Regions from separate parts of the Mus musculus genome. Here regions 2, 3, 4 and 5 are each linked to region 1. The links are chromatin contacts, called in public HiChIP or PLAC-seq, Micro-C and promoter capture Hi-C maps. All regions are on one chromosome and are shown on one strand. The core of a region is the stretch at or near the end of the contact, and the rest is flanking DNA. Distances in the headings are between cores, read along the strand shown. Region 1 holds the start of Tomm34 (translocase of outer mitochondrial membrane 34). Region 2 holds the start of Wfdc2 (WAP four-disulfide core domain 2). Region 3 holds the start of Pigt (phosphatidylinositol glycan anchor biosynthesis, class T). Region 4 holds the start of Ada (adenosine deaminase). Region 5 holds the start of Slpi (secretory leukocyte peptidase inhibitor).

Region 1 (2,778 bases), core at 138-2,637:
AAAGAGAGAAAATGAGAATGAGGACTCAGAGAAAGTGGGACTCAAGGCTGTCTTCATGTCAAAGCTTCTGAAACTTCGGGCAAAGGTTAGGAGCATTGTTAATATGCTGTTCTTTTGTTTAAAACTCTTCCAATTAGGGGATAAAATCCCAACTCTTTGGAGGGTTTAAAGCACCAACACAATTAAGGTTTTGTGTACTTCCTGTCTTAAATTGTCTCATTAATAGCTTATGCTGCTTAGTGTATCTGATGGGTCTCCGCACCTGGCATGCATTAGACACTCAACTCAGGGACATCTCAAATATCTCTTGAGAAGTTGCCCATGACTTCCTTTCTAAAGGATCCAACCTTATCACATTACTTTGTATTAATAGTTCTAATCTCAGAGGTCTCCTTTACTTACAAATGTAAGACAACTGGCCCCAGGAAGTTCTATCCTTGAAAGGACCCCATCTCGCCAGCCACATTCAGTCAATATACAAAAGTCAACTGAATTTTAAAATGAGTACATGAGGGGCGGACAGGTGCGCTAGCTATATGCGGGGGCGTGGTGGTAGAGGCTGGTGCGGCAGATGGCCCGGGGAAAAGAAAGACCCAGAGGACAGGATCAACACTTAGTCCAGGGCGCCGATGCGGGTGCAGGATGCCTGCAGGCCCGGAAGGTAAACGGGGGAGCGGGTTCCTACCTCGCGCCTGCAGCAGTCGCAGCGCGCGCTCGTACAGCGCCGAAGCCTCGGCGTACTGGCCGTTGCGGAAACTCTGGTTGCCGGCTGCGCGGAGCTCTTCCACAGAGTCTGAGAGTTTGGGGGCCATCCCGGGAGGCCGGCAAACAAGGACCACCTCCGTTCCCCGCCGAGGAGTGCGCAACAGCTTCCGGGTGGAAGCAGCGGATGCGTGCCCTTAAGGCCCGCAGCCGACTGGCCTGGGGGTGGTGGGGGGTGGTGATGGTAGACCGGGCCGCGGCTAGGCGGCCAGGGACGGAAAGAATCGCGGGGTCAAGCCCTGGGAGGGCCTGGTGCGGCGGCTGGACGCGGGGAAGGGAAAACCAGGGAGGCTGGGCCAACGGGAGGCCCGGTGCGGGGATGCGGGTGGAGGACGCAGGCCCGGAGGGAAACGTGGGGCGGGTTCCTACCTCGCGCCTGCAGCAGCCGCAGTGCGCGCTCGTACAGCGCCGAGGCTTCGCCGTACTGGCCATTGCGGAAGTTCTGGTTGCCGGCAGCGCGGAGCTGTTCCACGGAATCCGAGACTTTGGGGGCCATCTCGGGTGGGCTGGGAAACAGGGAGCAACGCACTTCCCAGCTAAGTGGTGCGCAACAGCTTCCACCCGGAAGCTAGGGCTGCGTGCCTTTAAGGCCCACTGTGGACCGGCCCTGAGGGGCGGGGCCAGACGAGGCGGGGCTAGACGGGGCGGAGCTAAGCGGCCGGAAGAGTGGGCTCAAGCCCTTAGCTCTGTCCGGCCGCTCTTCCTTGTCCAGGGGCGGGGCCAGGGAAGGGCGGAGCTAAGAGGGTCGGAGGCGGGGGCGTTGAGAAACAAGGCCTTTGGCGTGAGCTCTGTCTGGAACTCGTGGTCAACAAGTTTGAAGATGGTGGCTGGCACTCCAGTGCTGAAGCGACAGCTGAATCACCGAAGGAGGCAGACTATCTTCCCTCCGTTGGACCTGGGAAGCAATTAATCCACGACCAAGAGAAAACATACTTTTTGTCAAGATTGTTTGTTTTCGAGACAGGGTTTCTCTGTATAGTCCTGGCTGTCCTGGAACTCACTCTGTAGACCATGCTGGCCTCGAACTCAGAAATCTGCCTGCCTCTGCCTCCCAAGTTTTGGGATTAAAGGCGGGTGCCACCACGCCCGGCTCGTCAAGATCTTAATACTATAAAGAAGCAAAGAGCGGGATGATGCAAACGTGTGGAAGTCTAAGGCACCCTCGAGGACTGTATAGGATAGAGTGAGAATGATGAAAATTTTTTATACGCACAAAAGAATATAATGCACTTAAAAAAAAAATTGAAGCAACATAATCCAAAGTTGAGGTCTGCAGTTCCACCACTTTGGAGGCCAAGGACAGTATAGCTGAGCTCCTGTTTTAAAACAAAACCAAGAAAACACAATGATGTTATAGGTGATAGGTTATTTCTCCGTTGCCGATGAAATGAGCCAATTTAAACCAGATTATAGTAAAGGCAGGTTTATTGGGAAGCTGCTTTCGGGCAAGTTCACCGGTCCCAAAGGAGGAGGCCAGGGAAGTCGCCATGGGGACGGGGGTGGGGGGGGGCGGGGGGTGGGAGGGGGAAAGAAAGAAAGAAAGAAAGAAAGAAAGAAAGAAAGAAAGAAAGAAGGAGGGCACTTATGCATAGAGAGAAAAGAAGGGCAGACCAAAGTGTCTGGATTATATAGGGAGGAGCCTCTGGGGGAAGGGCAGCCCAGCCTCTGGGCTTAAAGTTCAGGGGTGGGGGCATGGCATGGCAGGTAGGCACTGAGGGATGCTGGGAGAACCTGGAGATTGGGGAAGGCAAACAATAGGAAATACCCCTGTGGAGGCTGTTAAACCTGAGCAGGCCACAGAGAGCCTCTGAGGCAGAGAATCAGCTGAAACCTGAGATGTCGGGATCAGGATTCCAGAAAGCTGGAAAGCGCCTGGCATCTTGTGGACCATAAAACTTATTTAGTGGGTGAATACAGATGGATACAGATGAATACAGTGAATACACATGGATAACACTGGAGCTGGGCTTGGTGGTGGACGCTTTAATCCCGGCACTTAGGAGGTAGAGGCAGGTT
Region 2 (2,778 bases), core at 154-2,653, 490 kb after region 1:
CTGGTCCCTGTCACTCCAGGACCAGCACCGGACAGCCCCCTTTTGATTACGGTAACCGGATATGGTGGTTGACATCATGTGAGGCCAGGAGCACACGATAGTAGACTCCACAAGGAGTCTACTATCAAGCAACAAAGGAAGGTTAGAAAGGGTGAGGAATTTATTATGGAAGCCTATACAAATCCAAACAGGGAGGTTCTTAGAGAAAAGTCTATTCCTGCACATGCCCAGTGTGGTGGTTTGAATATGCTTGTCCCAGGGAGTGGTACTATTTGGAGGGGTAGCCTTGTTGGAGGAAGTGTATCACTGTGGGGGTGGCCTTTCTCCCTAGCTTTCTGGAAGTTAGTCTTCTCTTAGCAGCCTTCAGATGAAGATGTAGAACTCTCAGTTCCTCCTGCACCATGCCTACCTGGATGCTGCCATGCTCCCACCCTGATGATAATGGATTGAACCTCTGAACCTGTAAGCCAGCCCCAATTAAATGTTGTCCTTATGAGAGTTGCCTTAGTCATGGTGTCTGTTCACAGCAGTAAAATGCTAAGACACCCGGTTTGCGCTGCTAAGTTTTACCTGATAATAAAGGGAAGGATATCCTGAAGTGCCAGCGTTGCATAGTCACCACCATAACACTCTCTCTGTTATGTGTCATTTGGTAGGCATCTGGAGGAAACAGAGCCTGGAGGAAGAAATGGAGATCCAAAAACTTTAGCCTGGAACTTCGGTTGGGGACAAGCCTCTGAAGTGGTCCAGCCTGTGCATCACTCTCTAGTCATAGTAGTGAAACACTCTATCCTGCCCCAATGGACTGGGGTAAGAAAAGGCAAAAGAAATGCCCGAGAGAGCTGGAAATTGCACGGGTGTTGCTCCTTCCTGGATGTGTTCCTTGTCAGCTGGCTTCCTTTGTTAATAAGTCTTATTTCTGTAGCCTCCACTACACCAGCCTCTACTAATCCTTGAACAGGGCTCTGCATGCTGTGGTTCATCTGGCCCCAATCTCAGCCATTTAATCCCCAGCATCTTTTGCCTCCTTTTGGCTCCATCACTGCAGCCTTGCCGTTTTCTCCTTAATCTTGGACTCCTGGGGAGTCAACAGACTCTTTAAAACTGATCCCAGGGAGCTTTCAGCTCTCACTGCCCTGCCTTGCCCTCAGGCCTTAGAAAGGTAGGAAGAGAGGGAGGGGTGGACAAGTGTCCGGCTGCAGCCGGCTTGGAAGCTGTCTCGGTTCCTGGTTCCCACCAGAGCCAAGAATGACACCTGATCCAGGGGGATTGTGAAATGGCGTGAGGTGGCAGGGCGCCCGCGCTGCCCGCTGTGCTTCCTACCCGCCTCCTGTACCCCTCACTCGGCCCCGCCCCCCTCCCCGCGCGAGTGCTTAAATCCCCCCCATCCTGGCTGCAGGTCACACCTGCACCATGCCTGCCTGTCGCCTCTGCTTGCTGGCCGCTGGCCTCCTACTAGGGTTGCTACTGTTCACCCCCATCTCAGCCACAGGTGAGTGCAGCCCAGAGTGCCGGAGTCTCAGAAGCCGGGGTTCTGGGACTAAGGTGAGAGGCCAGTGAATATTTAATTTTTGCAACTCTGGGGCCTACAGCTAGTTATCCTTGAAGCTTAGGGTCCGGGGAATGTACTGGGAAGGGGGGAGGGGGAATCAATGAAGGCTTAAAGTTGGAAGGGCGGGGGCTCTCTCAGCTCTGAAAGCAGAGACCTGATGAAGAGGAGCGGGAAACTCCCGGGATGGCGGAAGCTTCCAAGCAGAGGCTCAAGTCCCAGAGGACTGGGGACTTTGAAGCCAAGCATTGGGGAGTTCTCTAGTGTCAGAGACCCCTGGCTCGGGGGTGAGGCTCTCTGGGATGATATTATGGGGGCCCCTGGGCCAAAGAATCCGAAATCCTTGGGGTTGAAATTTGGGGATCTCGGAGCAGGGAGAGGATATGCGGGTGGGACTGGGCTCGGTTCTCCCTGACAAGTCTCTGCTCCCACCCACCCATCCCAAGGCACCGATGCAGAGAAACCCGGCGAGTGCCCCCAGCTTGAACCAATTACGGACTGTGTGTTGGAGTGCACTTTGGACAAGGACTGTGCGGACAACCGCAAGTGCTGCCAGGCGGGCTGCAGCTCTGTCTGCTCCAAGCCTAATGGTAGCCCCGGGGTGACCTGGCGGGGACAGGGCGGGGTTGTGAGAGGTGGGAGCGGCCCGGGTTTGGGTTTGGCGAAGAAGGGCATCCCAGATCCAGGGAGCCCGAAAAGCGGTGGAAACCCGATCCACACGTGCCTCCCTTGTCTGGCCTGGGGTAAATGCGAGGGACAAAGGCGTCACAGAGGCGCGGCCCAGGGGAAGGAGCCCCCCTCCCCCCCATTCCTGGCTGGATTCGATTCTCTGGTGCATGAAGGGCTTCCGGGCACGCACAGCGAGACTTTGTTCCGGGACCTGAGAGCAGTGGCTTCCTAGGCTGGAGTTGGAGGGCAAACCCTGGGTGGCGTCAGTGCCGGGACCCGAGCCTTAGGGACCTGTTGCCCCTTGGGGTTCTTCCCGCAGGGCCCTCAACGGTCTGGCCTAGCAAGACTCAAGATTTGTACCTGAGGGAGGGAGAAATCTTTTGCCACATCCTAAGGTTGTGGAAGTGAGCCGCCAAAATAAATGTTCTCGCACAAAGTTACACCGCCATCCTGTGGCTGGCAGAGGTTCCGTTTCTTTCTTTGACACTGGATTTTCCTCTTGTATCTTTATTTCCACAACCTTTAGGACCGAGCGAAGGAGAGCTCTCAGGGACAGATAC
Region 3 (2,778 bases), core at 178-2,677, 430 kb after region 1:
ATGTTTGAGCTTTTAATTTGTCCGTTTGTTTTGAGATAGAGTCTCACTACAGTGTTGGCTGTTCCAGAACTCACTATGTAGAACAGGCTGGCCTTAAACTCTCCTGTTTTTAATAGAAAAATGACAGACTTTGGAGAAAGGTCTGACAGTTGCTTGCACTTCCTCTTTGCTGCAGCCATCCTACTCCTAAATATTCTCCCAAGGGACATGATAACCTAAGTGTGCAAAGCCACTTGTACAGACTATAATCATCCTTGCCTACTATAACCAAAACTACCAAGCACTCCTTTGCCCATGGAGTGTCTCCAGTGGAGAAACTGGCTTACCCACACAATGTTAGCACTGCACAGCAGTAAATAACCTTATACACATGAGAACACGAGGCCAATCAGCACTGTTTCCCTAGAGATGAGGAAAGGATGTAGAGCCAACTCCCATGAAGCTATGGTTTCTGTCTCTAAACCACAATGTGGTTTCAAAATCATTCCTTTCAGGAAAGAACACACAAAACCTCATACTATGCTGTCATTTACATTTAGTCCTAGAACAGATTAATCTATTACAAGAACACTGGTTGCCTCTACAATGTGTTCTGGAGATAGATGTTGACAGGAAAGAGGCATTAGACCATTTTCTGGGACCTTAGGTGGGACTTTAAGTTTAGGGCTTCCCTCCCAATACACATTGCTATGTCGAGTATGAACCCAAGGTCTCATGCCTACTAGGCACTCTGCCACTGAGTTAGTTTCATCCCCAGCCCCAGTTCTTAGGAACATTCTATATCTCCGTAAGATTTGGAGTTACAATATTTTATTAATTAAAACCCAGGTAATTTTATGAGAAAATTTTGAACGAAACTAAATTTTGACAATGCAGAATACCCATGTGTGAAATTTACTCCGTGATGGAATCAATGCTATAATAGATGAGTGGGCTTGTTGGTGTGTACCCATAGCAACATGTTAATGGTGGAATTAATTTACATGGTTGGAGGAACATGTTTAATAGCTGCTAATTCTTTCAATTTTGCCATACACTCTTATTTATTTTATTATATTCTTTTATTAAGACCACAGGGAGGGGGTAGGACAGCTCTGCCCTCACCGTTGCGGGCTAGGTTTTGAGCCAAGTAAATAGAGTCACTGGACGGTTCTACCTCACGCCTGTAATAGCAGCACTTGGTACCGGGATGGCCACACTGCATATCGAGCACTTCCTAGCTGGTGAAAGCACCTATAGGTGCGCGGGCCCTCAAGCCAGCTCTCTTCCTCCGCCACACGCCCACACCCCTTCAGGCCAGGTCGGCAAAATCCACGATCTGTTGACGGACCTCCGTGTCCCTCCGGTAACCTCGGAGTGGTTTCCGGGACGGCGCCGGAAGTCCTCTCTCATCCGGCTTCCTATTGGATGACCGCCTTTGGTGGGCGCGGGCGATGCTGGGAGGCGGAAGCGGCCGCAGGTATGGCGGCTGCCATGCCGCTCGGTTTGCCGTTGCGGTTACTGGTGCTGTTGCTGGTGGGACGGGGCTGCTGTGGCTGCGCGGAGGGCCCACGCGACAGCCTGCGAGAAGAGCTCGTTATCACTCCACTGCCTTCCGGCGACGTGGCCGCCACATTCCAGTTCCGCACGCGTTGGGATTCGGATCTGCAGCGGGAAGGAGGTGAGTTCAGGACCCCAGGAAAATGTCTGCAGCACCTTGCTCAGTTCCTAAAGAGAGCTACTCAGGGGTGGGGCTTGGGTCGCCGCTCACCTGCCTTGCTTTCTTCAGTGTCCCATTACAGGCTCTTCCCTAAAGCCCTGGGACAGCTGATCTCCAAGTACTCCCTGCGGGAGCTCCACCTGTCGTTCACGCAAGGCTTTTGGAGGACGCGATACTGGGGGCCACCCTTCCTGCAGGCTCCGTCAGGTGCAGAGCTCTGGGTCTGGTTCCAAGACACTGTCACCGAGTGAGTTCCTAACTTGACACCTGTCACAGGCCATGGAGGGGGTGTGGCAGGCAAAGTGTTGTCATCTTGTCATTGGCCTTGGGATCTGCTACTCCAGTAGGTAGCGGTCACACCAAGTTAAAACTGATTTTGGAAGTAAGGATTAATATTACAGGGCTGGAGCGATGCCCCAGTCAGTAAAATGCTTGCTACTCAAGCTTGACGACCTGAGTTTCATTTTCCAGAACCTACATTAAAAGTCGGGTTGCTGCTGCCGGCTTCTAGGCCCATAACTGAGGAGGTGGAGACAGGAGGAACAGGACTGCTGGAAGCCAGTATGCCTGAATCAGTGACTTCCAAGATCAGTGACAGAAGTACCCCCCTACACACACACACACACACACACACACAAACAAAGTACAGAGGGAATAAAAGAGACATTGGTTGCTGATTTCTGGCCCTCACAGCTATTTGCATCAGTATGCATGCACATACAACATGAAGAAATTACATTATTATTGAGTGAACATCGTCTCCTGAAAACTTCCAAGTCTGAGGTACTACATGCATTTCTCGAGGCAAAGAGTAGGTGGTTGGTTCCTATTATTGGGATATAAGGTCACAGATAATTGGCAGACTAGGTGTGTTGTTTTTGTTTTTAAGACATTTGTTTGTATTAAAAAAAAACAAACAATACCCATGCCTAACAAAACATTTGTGGGATAGCAGTGGGCTACAGGATGGTCTTTGTGAAATAAAGCAAGAGTTTCACTTTAAAGCATAATCAAGTTTCTAGCTGTTGTCTGTGAACTACAGAAAATCGCCCAGTAGCTGCTGTGATCTTCCTAGAGTA
Region 4 (2,778 bases), core at 101-2,600, 320 kb before region 1:
CTTAGGTTTCCATCAGGAGAGATGGTTCCCCTGACCAAGGGTAGGGAGAATTCAGACCATCAAAAGAAAACTCACCCTTTGATGTCTAAGAGCACCAACTGTGGTCAGGAGCCACCAGACAAGATGTGCAGCAGGCATTGGTTGGGTAGGAAGACTTGCCCTGCCCTTCTAGCCTCTAGCTAGAGGGGCAGAGTGTGTTCCCTATGGTAAGTGCATGGAATACAGGCCCACTGCCCATCTTCCCTCCCGCTCCCTCCATGCACGCATATATGACACAACATGCACACGGGATTCATACGTCTGCCACCCCGCCCCCCACTCAGCATCTGTTTCTTGGAGGGGTAAGTCTAAGGGTGACTGTCTCTGATCCCTCCCCCTGAGTTCTCAGTCCCACACTCTGCTGACCAGTTCAATTTGCCTGGCTGACTAGACAGAATCTGTAAGGGCTGCAAATCTGGCCTTGGGGACCTGGAGTCTCCCTGTTTCCAAGAAGCCACAGCTTGCAGAAAGACAGATAAAGGGTTCTCCTCTGGGGTCAAGGGCTAAAACTTCATCCCAAATAAACCCATATGGCCAAACGGTCAGTATGTGTAGGGGTTCCTCCTGGCACCCTGAAGCCTCTATCCCTTCCTTTTCTGGTTTGGATCATAGATTTTCCCACGGGCGCACCCACAAACCTAGGTTACCTGTTGCCCACAAAGTAATCATAACACTTAAGTATAAAGCCATACACTGAACATTTAACAGCTAGAGACCCTGGGCCCCATTCTACTGGGGCTCAGACACCCAGGTCCTAGCCCAGTCCCACACAGCTGTGCAGCCCCGCCGCACTGGATGCCCATTGGCAGACAGCGAGGCTGAGACCTCCAGGGCACAGGGCATAGGCAGCAGCCGAACCCGAAGGCCGACTGGAGGCACTCCCAGGTTCGCATAGACAGCAGCCGAACCCGAAGGCCGACCAGAGACACCCCCAGGTTCTGGACACTCCCTGCCACATCGTCTCTCGCTCGACATCCCGGAAGCAAGCTAAGGCCTGGGTCGAGGGGAGATGCCTGCGGGAGTCCCCCTGCCACTCCATGCTTCTAGGTTAAAGGCGCCAAAGGCTGGGCCCCGCTAAGCCCCGGGACAGCCCGGGACAGAACCCTGGCAACGGAGCCCCTCGGTGCTTACTTTGGGTTTGTTGAATGCGGGTGTCTGGGCCATGGTTCCGAGCGTGTTCCCGGTTCTCTCCGCCGAAGCTCTCTGGGTCTGCGTTGGCTCGCTGGCAGGGTCGCTTCCCGATGGCTCTCAGAGACCGCGGCCCGCCACGCTCTTTTTTACCGGGCTGCCCCGGCACAGCCCCGCCCACGCTACGCCCACAGAGAGACCCCGCCTTCCGGAGCCACGGCCCCGCCCCCCCCCCCCCCCCCCCGCCTGCAACTCTGGCGCGCATTTCCCGGAATTCTGAACCCCAGACCTTCCCTGCTGGCTACACCCTAGGAAGCTCCCAGGTGAGCCCCCTGCAGACGCGACTCCAATGTCCTCACCTGCCCCTTCCGGGCCCCTTCAGTACCGAGGCTTCCAGTGTTGCTTGGGCGCCTACTTTGTGCAGGCTGAAGCTGGAGCCACACAGTCCTGAAGCCTTATGGGGCTGGATTTTGAGGGATAGACCCACTTGTTGCAGAATCACAAGGCAGAAGAAGTGTGTAATTAGGGAGATTTAGCGGCGACTGCCGGAGTTCACCAGGTGAGGGCGGGTGGGATGCAGAGAACACTGTTGTGTGTGAGAGAGACTCCTGAGAACTAAGTCTCCAGGGTGGCTGGAGACAGGGGGTGGACAGGAACACACAGTTCATCTCTCCTGGGGCAGTTACGCTGGAGAAATATGCCCACGTATCGAGATGTATTTAGAATGCTCACATCAGTGCTGTGGGTAAATACAGTGGACTGGTTTCTGCAGCAATAAAGCCAGTTTCAGCTACAAAGCACAGCACATGTGCTCAGACACAGTAGTGAAAGGGGGGCAGAAAAAAAAATACGCTGCAGAAAACTTCATACTATGGTCAACTTCTAGAACATATAAATAACAACATATGCATCAGGGAGGAGAAATGGGAAGCAAGGGAAACACTCTTAAATCTCAGTCCTGCCATCCCTGGGGTGGGCCATGCTGACTCTGTGGGAAGCCTAGGGCACATGGAAACATCCATTTAATGGTGGTATCCCAGAACTAGGTGAGATGCAATTCTCATCTGAAACTAAACAAACTTACAAATAAAGAGGAGGGGATGGGAAGGGGAGAGGGGAGCTGAGGCCAGCAGGCGAGGTGGAAGCTCAGAGAGATGTCACTGAAAGTTTGTCAGTGGTTTCAGGACAGCATCACACTTCTGTTTGGAAAACTCCAGCTGTTCCAAGTCTAGAAATTTAGCCAGGGAGACTTCACAGGTGAGCTGTTTAGAACCATACTCTAGGTTTGGTGGGATTTTGGGGGCGGGATGCAGGGCTATATTGTAGCAAGTTCCTTAAGTAACTTGTGCGCACCTTGAGGTGGGGATGCCCGGGTGTCCTTACATGAGGGGACAACATGAAAGGAGCTGGAGAAAGCGTGGTACACCAGGAAAGATCCAGGTGTGAGACCGTGGCGACTCTGGGCAAGAGGATGGACTCAGATCCCTGCTACTTGAAAGCAGCAGAATACAGATTTGGGATTCAGTTGTTTGTGGGAGTGAGAGAGAGGGTGGATCAAAATGGTACTTCTAAGACAGGGATGGGAATACTTGTGCCTGTAATCTTAGTATT
Region 5 (2,778 bases), core at 162-2,661, 290 kb after region 1:
CATCTCCTTCCTGAGCGAGGAAGTTCGTCCCCATCCACCCATCACCTTTGTCACCTCCTCCCAAACACGCCTCCTGAAAGAGGACCTGCTTCCTCGCTACCATCTAGCCTCCAGCCAATGCAGGGGACCAGCTCTCCAGCCCCGAAAGGGCCGAATGGTTGTAAAGCCATCATCCTCACAGAGTGGCAACTGCAGGCAAATGGCTCTTCCTGCCAATGGCAGCAAGAGGCCTTGACTAACTGACATGTTGGACCCAACAGCTCTTAGAAACAAGGATGCCTGGGAGGGACTCTTCATTCACTCTGGGTGGCTCTTGACGTTGATTGTCCCCTCTCTGTTTTCTCTGCTGGCTCACCTGGTTTGCGAATGGGAACAGGATTCACGCACTTGGAACCGCAAGCATCTTGGCAGCACCTCTGCTTTCCCGGGCACTCCCAGTCAGTACGGCATTGTGGCTTCTCAAGCTTAAGGCACTGGGCAGGCTTTTTAGCAGGGCAGGCTCCGATTTTGATAGCATCTAAAGAGAAGCTCAAGATGTTAGGAGGGTACGGACTATCATCATTCCTAGACGAAGGTCCACATCTCAGAATATAGACCCTCATTCCAGTGGCCCACAACTTCAAAGAGAAATACCGGGCTGACCTAGGGAGGAAAAGTCAGACTTGGTCAACCAAGACATGTGACCAGGAAAAATCAGACTGAGGATAAAAGGTACCGGGCTCCCAGTCAAGGTTTTCTACCTCAGGGCTAAGCAAGATCTCACAAAGACAGAAGGTGGGAGCAGGAATAATGGAGACCAAGAGAAATAAATAGGAAGGGAACTAATATGTGAGATGCTGAGAACTAAAGCCAGAGACAGAAACAAACAGAAAGGCTAAAGGGCAGGGACAGAGCTGTGTGAGACCTGAGCTGACAGGATGGCTGCATAAGAGGAGCACCTCTACATGCCTTGAAACTTCATCAAGACCTCAGACCCCAGCGAGACACAGATGTCGCCCTGAGGTCAGAGTAAACTGAAAAACAGCCCAAACCATCAGGAGCCCCCACCTCTGATACTCCAGGCAATGTTGGACCAAAGCAACTCCAACTCACCATTTTTGCCTCCTTCCACAGTCCAGGGTGCCAGGATCCCCAGAGCAAGGAGCACCGTGAAAGGTAAAAGGCCGCAGGACTTCATGGTGAAGGCAGGGGAGCTCTGATGACCAGTCCCGAGGATCACTATTTATGTCTTTACCAGGAGGCGTGGCCCCAGTGGCATGCATTTGGCCCCTCCCTGTGGCTCTTGCACAGGCAGGAAGCTTAGCCACAGAACAGGAGTCTTGCTGCTACAGAAGTAGGTGGCAGACTTTCTGTTTCAGGCAGGACCATGAGGCCATCAGAGTAACCACCTGAGAGCTGAAAATGACAGAAGCTGTCTTGGAAGTTATCAGCAGAGGGACATTGCAAGTGATCACCTGAGCCCTGAGCATTGTGAAATCCCAAGACTATTGCTCTCACTAGTAGAGAAGAACCAGTCACAAAAGGGTTACCCTAACCTGAAGCTGAGACATCACACGTGGACTCTCGGCTGAAACTCTGCCATACACCTCTATTTTTTTTTTTTTTAATGTTCCTGGACTTTCTGGGATTTTGAAACTCTAACCTATTGCTCAATACAAATTCCTTCTCGAGATGAAGATGACGCATGGCTCAACCAACTGATGTTGATTTCTGCCAAATCATTTGCACCGCTGTTTGCCCGGTGCCCATTCCATGACTGGAACCTGGAAAGCAATCCCTAAACAAATGAAAGTTACACACAGAAGGGCCTTGCCTTCAGCCAACCTTGTTGGAGCTCAGTCTCTTAGTCGTGAAACAACTTGGGACTGGTTTTAAGATTAAGGGCTTAAAATGACCCTTAAAGTAATGAATGAATTGCATCAATGGCTAATAGAGATCACTGATGCGGACTGGAGGAAAGAGACAGGGCCTCTTACTCATCGCTGCAATCAGCGTGGAGCTGTGGTGTCCTTTGACTTGTTAAAGGAATTCATTCTTCCTACCCCTAAATCCTCCACAGGCTTCAGATGTCAGCCAAAAACTATGGCTGCCATGCATTCCGCCCACTATGGATGCTCCCTGGTGTGTGTTGATTGCATCCAATGATCAGAAGAGATATCGTTCTCTGTAGACTTCAACCCAAGATTCCCTTCCTACAAATCCCGAGCCTTCCTGCAAATCCTGAGCCTTACGTCAGCATCGTGGCACCATCTCTGTAGATTCCATATTTGTGCATTTATACCATTTGCCTCCTCTGTCTACCCCCTCCAATCTCACCCCCCACCCTCCTCCTTCTCAAGTTCTCGGCCTCTCTTGGCCTCTCTTTCTTTAATTATTACTGTTCTGCGTGTATATGAATAGATATACTGATACAACCTACTGAGTCAGGTTAGTGCTGCTCATGTGTGTATGTCTTTTAGGGCTGATCACTTGATATTAGATAGCCAACTGGGCTCATCCTTAGGAAAGACCCCCTCTCTTGGCAATCTTTAAGTACCTGTATTTTATCATCTAGGGGTGAAGCTCCGAGAGATTCCCCCTTCCACCATGGCATGTCAACTGGTATCCAGGTCTTATTGAGGCAGCCATGATGGATGTTGAGATGTCATGGTCCTTGTAATTTTCCCACTTGTTCCTCAAAGGAAGTTTGTAGACATTGAAACAGACACAAAAAGGCTATGTGTTAAGTACTGGGCTCCACAAGGTATTCTCTAAGCCAGGAGCCAGCTGTTAGCAGAG

What was found. Promoter capture Hi-C pulls out the DNA fragments that hold promoters and counts their contacts. Hi-C and Micro-C count contacts between places; a contact is called where the count stands out from the background. HiChIP or PLAC-seq counts read pairs in DNA pulled down with a chosen protein or histone mark.
Region 2: a contact with region 1 is called in a Micro-C map of embryonic stem cells, with 2.2 times the contacts expected there. The contact joins the promoter of Wfdc2 here to the promoter of Tomm34 in region 1. A contact is called at or near these places in 5 of 39 promoter capture datasets (the 3T3-L1 cell line, cranial neural crest, embryonic stem cells and 1 more), 2 of 484 Hi-C or Micro-C datasets (both in embryonic stem cells) and 2 of 115 datasets of contacts at active chromatin or transcription factors (astrocytes and forebrain).
Region 3: a contact with region 1 is called in a promoter capture Hi-C map of neural stem cells. The contact joins the promoter of Pigt here to the promoter of Tomm34 in region 1. A contact is called at or near these places in 11 of 39 promoter capture datasets (the 3T3-L1 cell line, 3T3-L1-derived adipocytes, the C10 cell line and 7 more), 1 of 484 Hi-C or Micro-C datasets (nephron progenitors), 4 of 115 datasets of contacts at active chromatin or transcription factors (bone marrow-derived macrophages, differentiating embryonic stem cells, memory CD8 T cells and 1 more) and 3 of 9 other capture datasets (adipose tissue, liver and pancreatic islet).
Region 4: a Micro-C map of embryonic stem cells shows a contact between it and region 1, with 2.5 times the contacts expected there. The contact joins the promoter of Ada here to the promoter of Tomm34 in region 1. A contact is called at or near these places in 1 of 484 Hi-C or Micro-C datasets (embryonic stem cells), 1 of 115 datasets of contacts at active chromatin or transcription factors (double positive thymocytes) and 2 of 9 other capture datasets (adipose tissue and liver).
Region 5: an H3K4me3 HiChIP or PLAC-seq map of the 230-238 cell line shows a contact between it and region 1, with 8 times the contacts expected there. The contact joins the promoter of Slpi here to the promoter of Tomm34 in region 1. A contact is called at or near these places in 12 of 39 promoter capture datasets (3T3-L1-derived adipocytes, the C10 cell line, the HPC-7 cell line and 7 more), 2 of 484 Hi-C or Micro-C datasets (the C10 cell line and pre-B cells), 6 of 115 datasets of contacts at active chromatin or transcription factors (the 230-238 cell line, bone marrow-derived dendritic cells, embryonic stem cells and 2 more) and 2 of 9 other capture datasets (adipose tissue and liver).

Annotation. Positions count from the first base shown.
Region 1 is chr2:164,069,782-164,072,559 of GRCm38.p6, forward strand. Tomm34 (translocase of outer mitochondrial membrane 34) reads right to left here and starts at 1,388. Exons shown (of 7, transcript NM_001291155.1): 1 at 1,132-1,388. The coding sequence starts at 1,258.
Region 2 is chr2:164,561,313-164,564,090 of GRCm38.p6, forward strand. Wfdc2 (WAP four-disulfide core domain 2) reads left to right here and starts at 1,404. Exons shown (of 5, transcript NM_026323.2): 1 at 1,404-1,492; 2 at 1,996-2,139; 3 at 2,745-2,778. The coding sequence starts at 1,414.
Region 3 is chr2:164,496,098-164,498,875 of GRCm38.p6, forward strand. It overlaps Pigt (phosphatidylinositol glycan anchor biosynthesis, class T), which reads left to right and starts at 1,428. Exons shown (of 12, transcript NM_133779.2): 1 at 1,428-1,660; 2 at 1,769-1,946. The coding sequence starts at 1,462.
Region 4 is chr2:163,748,889-163,751,666 of GRCm38.p6, forward strand. It overlaps Ada (adenosine deaminase), which reads right to left and starts at 1,351. Exons shown (of 12, transcript NM_007398.4): 1 at 1,171-1,351. The coding sequence starts at 1,203.
Region 5 is chr2:164,355,096-164,357,873 of GRCm38.p6, forward strand. Slpi (secretory leukocyte peptidase inhibitor) reads right to left here and starts at 1,412. Exons shown (of 4, transcript NM_011414.3): 1 at 1,093-1,412; 2 at 356-517. The coding sequence starts at 1,177.